Regions from separate parts of the Danio rerio genome. Here region 1 is linked to region 2. A link is a contact called in public HiCAR-type data. All regions are on one chromosome and are shown on one strand. The core of a region is the stretch at or near the end of the contact, and the rest is flanking DNA. Distances in the headings are between cores, read along the strand shown. Region 1 overlaps bahcc1b (BAH domain and coiled-coil containing 1b). Region 2 has its middle 63 kb from the start of fscn2b.

Region 1 (3,502 bases), core at 19-2,518, 210 kb before region 2:
TATATATATATATATATATATATATATATATATATATATATATATATATATATATACATACAGGCATATGTCGAAATAATGTAGCAATACATTTTATGATAAGATAAATAAGTTTATTTTTCCACACAAGAAAATTAAAATAACAATCCATAAATTGCATTTTACCAGAATAATTAAATATAAATAGGCCTATAACAAATAAAAATTTACAACATTAATTGATTGAAAAGTAATATATAATCATTATTATTTTTCAATTTCCCAAAATCACAATTGCATATGCCTAGATTTTGCACAAATGCAGAATGTATTCGGTATTTTACAAAATGCTATTACAGTTTAAGCTTCGTTTTCTGCACATGCTGTTTTGTCTAAAATGAAGGACTAAGAAAGTAAGAAACATCACTTGTCTTTTTGCAGTTTGTGTTTTTATTTATAACCTATTGTATATTTTGTGTATATTAACAGTGACTCAATTAAATCTGTATATATACAATTTATTATAGCCAACAGTGTGCAATATATAAAATATTGGGTAAATAAATATATAAATAATTCACTGTATCCCACCTGACAATGCGACCTCCGAAACATCCCCATGCATATAAATCATCCTTGATATGAAAACGATGAATTTGATTAACCAGACAAAAATTCAAATCTTGTTGATTTAGCATGATTGATATCGCAGGGCTGATATCTGAAGTCGAGTAGAAGAAAACAAGCGAGCGCGAGATTCGAAACTCGCGCCAAATTCTCCAATCTCTTGTTGGTCATTATGACGCACCAATGCTGCAGCGCGTGCTGATCTCGTAGTGCCATTTGGAAACATTAACAAATAGTCGACATCCGTGACCATGTTGCATGACACCATGAGATCGCTGTATGCGGTGAAGAACGTTCATGCTCGCGGTGCCAAGTACCAATTACTGTTTTTAAAGACTGCATGTAAAAACAGATCTCGGACAAGACTGTGAAATAAGCTATCTAGCCCTCCCTCTGCTCCAGACGATACAGTCCGCTCTGCTCAGCGATACAATCTTCCTCACTGCTGTATTCCATAAGCACGATCTAGACGAATCAAAGACGCAAAACATTTGGCATGTTGCATATCTTCCACCGTAGGTGCGCAGTCGTCCATTTCCAAAACATGGTTTGAAGCAACGGAGGCGCGCCATTCTTCTTAACGCAAATTAACAGGCGTCTTTAGGTAGCGGGGTTGGAGAGGAGTCGAGCAAGGGGATCTCCCCTCCCCAACCCAGCCGCTGAGGTGGAGAGGGGGAGGGGAAACCCGCTGGATCTACGGGAGGGAGCCCTTGGCCAGCCGCGCAAAAGGAATTCCCACCAAACGTAGCCCAGATTTAAGGGGGATCCGTGGACTCGATAGACACAAACAACTGCAAACCTTATAGGTACATTCCCGTCGTGCCACAGTTTTATTTTGACCTCATAAAAACACATGGTTGGAGAAATTGATCTGAATAACGGGAGAAGTGTGGCGTTCATAGATAACATCGTTTGTAAACTGATATAATTTAGTAAACAAATAAAAAATGACAATCATGCATTCCGCAGCTTATTATCAGTTAAGATTGATTGAATCAACGAGATTATAATTATCATTATTATTATTTTTAATGAAATGTAATACCACTTTTGAAGTCTCAACACGTATCCACCTTAAAATAAGCATGCAGTATTTCAAATAGAGAGAGCTCATGATCGTGGTTAATGCCCTGGTCAGATGTTCTGCTTGGCCAAATTTGGAAAGCTAAGAGTGTTTGCTAGGCTTTATTGATTGGAAAACCAGGGTAATATAATTATATTAGAAAGTATGTTATAATAAATTGTGATGATGAAATCATTAACTGATCACTGTGTAGTCTATATGTCTGGTCTGTGCGCGCGCTTGTTGAAATATTAATTCAATCACATTTCTAACGATCTTTGTGAGCAATGATCTGCTAAACACCGTATCATGTAAAAATCCCTGTTAATGCTTTAAATGAGAATTATTATAGAGTGTTTGAAAAAAAGAAAAGTAAATGCATGCCTGTTTTGAAAGTATTGTGAGTTGAGGTTTCGCATTTCAAATGAATTACTCTCAGCTTTCCAACAGTCGCAGTTCACACCTATGTAAACGCACCCCGGAGGGCAACAGATTTATTTGCAAGAGAACTATTTTACCCCTCCTTCTTACCCTCGACTCGGTGATGGATGGACGATCTCTCTTTGTCTAAATGCAAATAGACTTTAACCCTGAATTAATGGATAACTCCGTAGAGGGGTGATTACTCGACTTTCGGGTTGATCTGCCTTTTTCGTAGTCCGTCTGTCACCAAGTACATGACAATTGATCATTTGACGCACATTTGGTGCACCCCCGAATGCGCGAATTACTACCTCTCTAGACGTTTAAGTAGACCTGAGTGTCCCTTTTTTTCGCAGGCCTATCTATCTATCTATCTATCTATCTATCTATCTATCTATCTATCTATCTATCTATCTATCTATCTATCTATCTATCTATCTATCTATCTATCTATCTATCTATCTAGATTGATATACGAAAAATACAAAACAAGTAATAAAATAATATCGTCCTTTCTTTTGCCGAAGTCATGCCCCATTTTCGTTTCGATTGATTTCGCCTGTGTTTTTAAGAGAGTTCTGCATGTCAGCATTACAGTGCAATAACTAGCCAATAATGTTTGGAATTTTGAATGCAATCTCCAGCGTTAACTCTGATAAACATAACATGGCTGTCATTTACCCCTGAGCTAGCTGCAGACCCCCTGTGGTGGTCTGTAAGGAGCCCCATTTAAAAGCTATAAAGAACACAGCAGCGCGTGCAGAGAGGGGAATGGGGAGGCATTTTGGATTTGATTTGAAGTTTTAGGATCAGACACTAGATCTGTTTTTTAATGCAGTGTTTTTTTTAGAGACTTATAAACCTGCTCCAAAAAATGCAACGCTCTCTCATTTGCAAATTGTTGTTTGAGTTTTATTATTACAGTTTAGCAAATAGTAAAATTTTCTAATACTTTTTATCAGTGTTTTTGTATTTAATGATGATATTTTTTGCAGTGATACACCAAAACATGTAGCACCACAGTTGAGCATTTGTTAATAACAGAGATTGTGCATACAACATATGTATGCCTATGTGTTCAGTTGTGCCCTGGTCTTCAACACGACTTGCACATTATTACCAGGGGTACTAAAATTTTATTTCCAGCTAACATTGTCAGGATATAGAGTGTGTGTGATTGAGTCTATGTGTGTGCGAGAGAGAATATGTGTACAGCACTGTTTCCTTTTGCCAAGGGGGGCGTTTGCTCATGTAGCTTGTAAAACTCAATGTCTGGGCACCCTTTAAGCCTTCCCTATGAAATATCACTCGTGTTCTTGCTGTCCAGTGATAAAACAGCCAGCAGGATTTGGAACTGATCTACAGAAGAGGCCACCTGTTGCAGAGGACAAGAGAAATACAACATGAATT
Region 2 (3,304 bases), core at 432-2,931:
CGGTTTCCCCCACAGTCCAAAGACATGTGGTACAGGTGAATTGGGTAGGCTAAATTGTCTGTAGTGTATGTATGTGAATGAGTGTGTTTGGTGGGTTATAGCTGGAAAGGCATCTGCTGCGTGAAACATATGCTGGATAAGGTTGTTGGTACATTCCGCTGTGGCGACCCCAGACTAATAAAGGGACTAAGCTGAAAAGAAAAGGAATGAATGAATGAAGTGTCTTTCACATATATTCAGAATAAGCATGTGCAAGTAATATGAAATGTTCACATATCTTTTATGAGTTCATTATTTGAGAAGTAGAATGCAAGGCTGTTTACAGCGGTTTGATGGATAAATATGAATTTGATATTATACAACACCTCTGGCTACGCCCCTTTGCTGCTATTTTTTTGTAATCCCCAAACTTTGTTGACTGTAGGCTTTGCTAAGCTAACTCTGTAAAAGCCAATGTCTCCCTTTGCATTGAACTGATTGTTTATGTTACATTACACATCAACTAAAGTTAACAATATGATGTCATAGTGGACCACTACTTTAACTAATTATTTATCTCATTCTAATGTCGTTGATATTTAACAATGTCAAATTTGTTTTTTTTTGTTGCTTCAAATGAAAATGGATATTTTAAAGGTTCATAATTAAAAATTGTTATAAGAATCATTTACCAAACAACTAATTATTTGTCATGATCATGCTAATATTATGGACAGTAAGCATAACACCCAAACTTATGTTGGCACTAGTGCATTTTTAAAATCTAAAACATATTTAAGGACTTTTAGCCATTCGCAATAATAGATCATGACATCAAAGTTGTTTACCTGAGATTCAAATTGTAGGCATTAACTCATTTTCTGAGAAACTGAATATGAAGAAGTGTTTTCATGCTTCAACCAAGAACAAATAATGTTTCAGCTAATGGGGTATGAAAATGACTTGATTTCTGCCAGACCTTTCTGCTTTTATTTTTTGCTTTATCTTCACATTTCACAGAAACCAACTTCTTATCTTGTGTAATTTTGGTAAATGTGTCTTGATAGAAGATTCTAGATGCCCCCTGTTATTATAGATTTTTAGCATGACGTCCAAACTGATTTTTTTTTTTTGTGCATGAAATGAAAATGGATGTTTTTGTTCTAAACATGTTTTTGAAAAGAAAAATTATGTTATCAATATGTAGCATAACATTTGCCTCACTATGAGCTGCAGTGGGTCATGGGTCTGAATGTATCAATCATAATGTGCGTGTGCATATGTGTGTGTGTGTGTGTGTGTGTGTGTGTGTGTGTGTGTGTGTGTGTGTGTGTGTGTGTTGAGCGAAGACTCTTCATCCTTTCATCTCACTGAATCACTCACAGCTCCATCAATCACTCCCTCTGACGTCTTCTCATCAACAAAGGGTCCAGCTTTGAATGATAAGATCTGTCTCCACACACACACACACACACACACACACACACACACACACACACACACACAAGCAAGCCTCTATCACATGACGCACACAAAGAACAAACAAGCTGCCACCATACAGCCATATATAAATCCTCGAACAGAACACACACACACACAGACATACACTCACCTACATGCTCTGGATGGTGCAGGACTCCAGTACTCTGCAGTTGTTATGATGCTTGCATTCTAATGTATGGGAGAAACCATCTACACCCCCTTCATTAAACTCCCACTCAGCAGTGGCCATCACCATGAGCAGTTTCCATGGCAACATACCAGCAAACACTGATGGCAGAGTAAAAAAATAAAATAGATCCCCCGTGAGGCTTAGGCCAGATACTTTCAGAGGGAAACAGAAGACGACTGCAACCCTAAACTTTTTACTCTTCTCTTATAACAATTCTACAATACATTTTAATGACTATTGCATTTTTATTGGATATTCATTCATTCATTCTCATTTTCTTTTCAACTTAGTCCCTTTATTAATCAGGGGTCGCCACAGCGGAATGAACCGCCAACTAATCCAGCATATGTTTTACGCAGCGGATGCCTTTCCAGCTACAACCCAGCACTGGGAAACACCCATACAATCTCATTTACACACTTACACTACAGACAATTTTAGCTTACCCAATTCACCTATATCGCATGTCTTTGGATTTGTGGGGGAAACCGGAGCACCCGGAGAAAACCCAGACGAACACTGAGAGAACATGCAAACTCCACACAGAAATGCTAACTGACCCAGCCGAGGCTTGAATCAGTGACCTTCTTGCTGTTAGGCGACAGTGCTACCCACCGCACCACCGCTCCCCCTTTATGAGATATACAGCCATGAAAACAATTGTCAGTTTCTTTGCATTTATGATTTACAGTTTTAGTGTATTTGAGTTTTATTATGCAAGATATTTGACAGTTTTTCCAACATTTCTTGCAAAAATGCTGTCAGTTTTTGTGTATGCTGTTGCACAGAATAACAAAACACATGAAATGCTTCAGAGATTCATTTAGAATTAATAAATATTGTTTTTTAAACTTTTGAAATATAAAAATATCTTTGATGAGAGGAGAAATAGTCGTGCACAACTGAGCCTGGTTTCTCTCGGGGTTTTTTTCCTTCACTTTCTTCATTTAGTGAGCTGTTGTTTCTCGTCACTGTCTCCACTGGCTTGCTTGGTTTTGGGACTTGTAGAGCTGCACATCGATGGATTTGCTCTTCAGCATTAGGACTTTCAGCAGTGACAATTAAACCACACTGAACTGAACTAAACTGAACTTCAACTCTGAAAACTGGACTAACACTTCAATTTACTATAATCTATGTGAAGCTGCTTTGACACAATCTACAGTGTAAAAGCGCTGTAGAAATAAGGATGAATTGAATTGAATGATAACCATATACTGTTACAATTTTAAAAATAATCTTAATTTCAATTGTGCAGTGTAGAATCAGTATTCTGGTTAACAGTATGTTTCCTTAACATATGCAGTTAAACAAATACACAAACATTCATTCATTGTCTTGTCGACTTAGTCCCTTTATTAATCCGGGGTCGCCACAGCGGAATGAACCGCCAACTTATCCAGCAAGATTTTACGCAGCGGATGCCCTTCCAGCCACAAACCATCTCTGGGAAACATCCACACACACACACTCATACACTACGGACAATTTAGCTTACCCAATTTACCTGTGCCACATGTCTTTGGACTGTGGGGGAAACCGGTGCACCCGGAGGAAACCCACGTGAAGGCAGGGAGAACATGCAAACTCCACACAAAAACGCCAACTGAGCTGAGGTTCGAACCAGCGACCCGGCGACCTTCTTGCTGTGAG

What was found. HiCAR-type assays count read pairs that join an accessible place to other places.
Region 1: a HiCAR-type map of caudal fin shows a contact between it and region 2, with 4 times the contacts expected there. The contact joins two enhancer-like sites. A contact is called at or near these places in 2 of 4 datasets of contacts at active chromatin or transcription factors (caudal fin and embryo).

What each region holds. Positions count from the first base shown.
Region 1 is chr12:36,638,582-36,642,083 of GRCz12tu, reverse strand. The region is part of intron 1 of bahcc1b (BAH domain and coiled-coil containing 1b); the gene reads left to right. Among named protein-coding and RNA genes, the nearest start is that of bahcc1b, 27 kb to the left of the region's middle. Within about 2 kb of position 1,268, at least 57 of the 62 cell types and tissues checked have an H3K27ac peak or open chromatin away from gene starts, as enhancers often do.
Region 2 is chr12:36,427,433-36,430,736 of GRCz12tu, reverse strand. No RefSeq gene overlaps it. Among named protein-coding and RNA genes, the nearest start is that of fscn2b, 63 kb to the right of the region's middle. Within about 2 kb of position 1,681, at least 9 of the 62 cell types and tissues checked have an H3K27ac peak or open chromatin away from gene starts, as enhancers often do.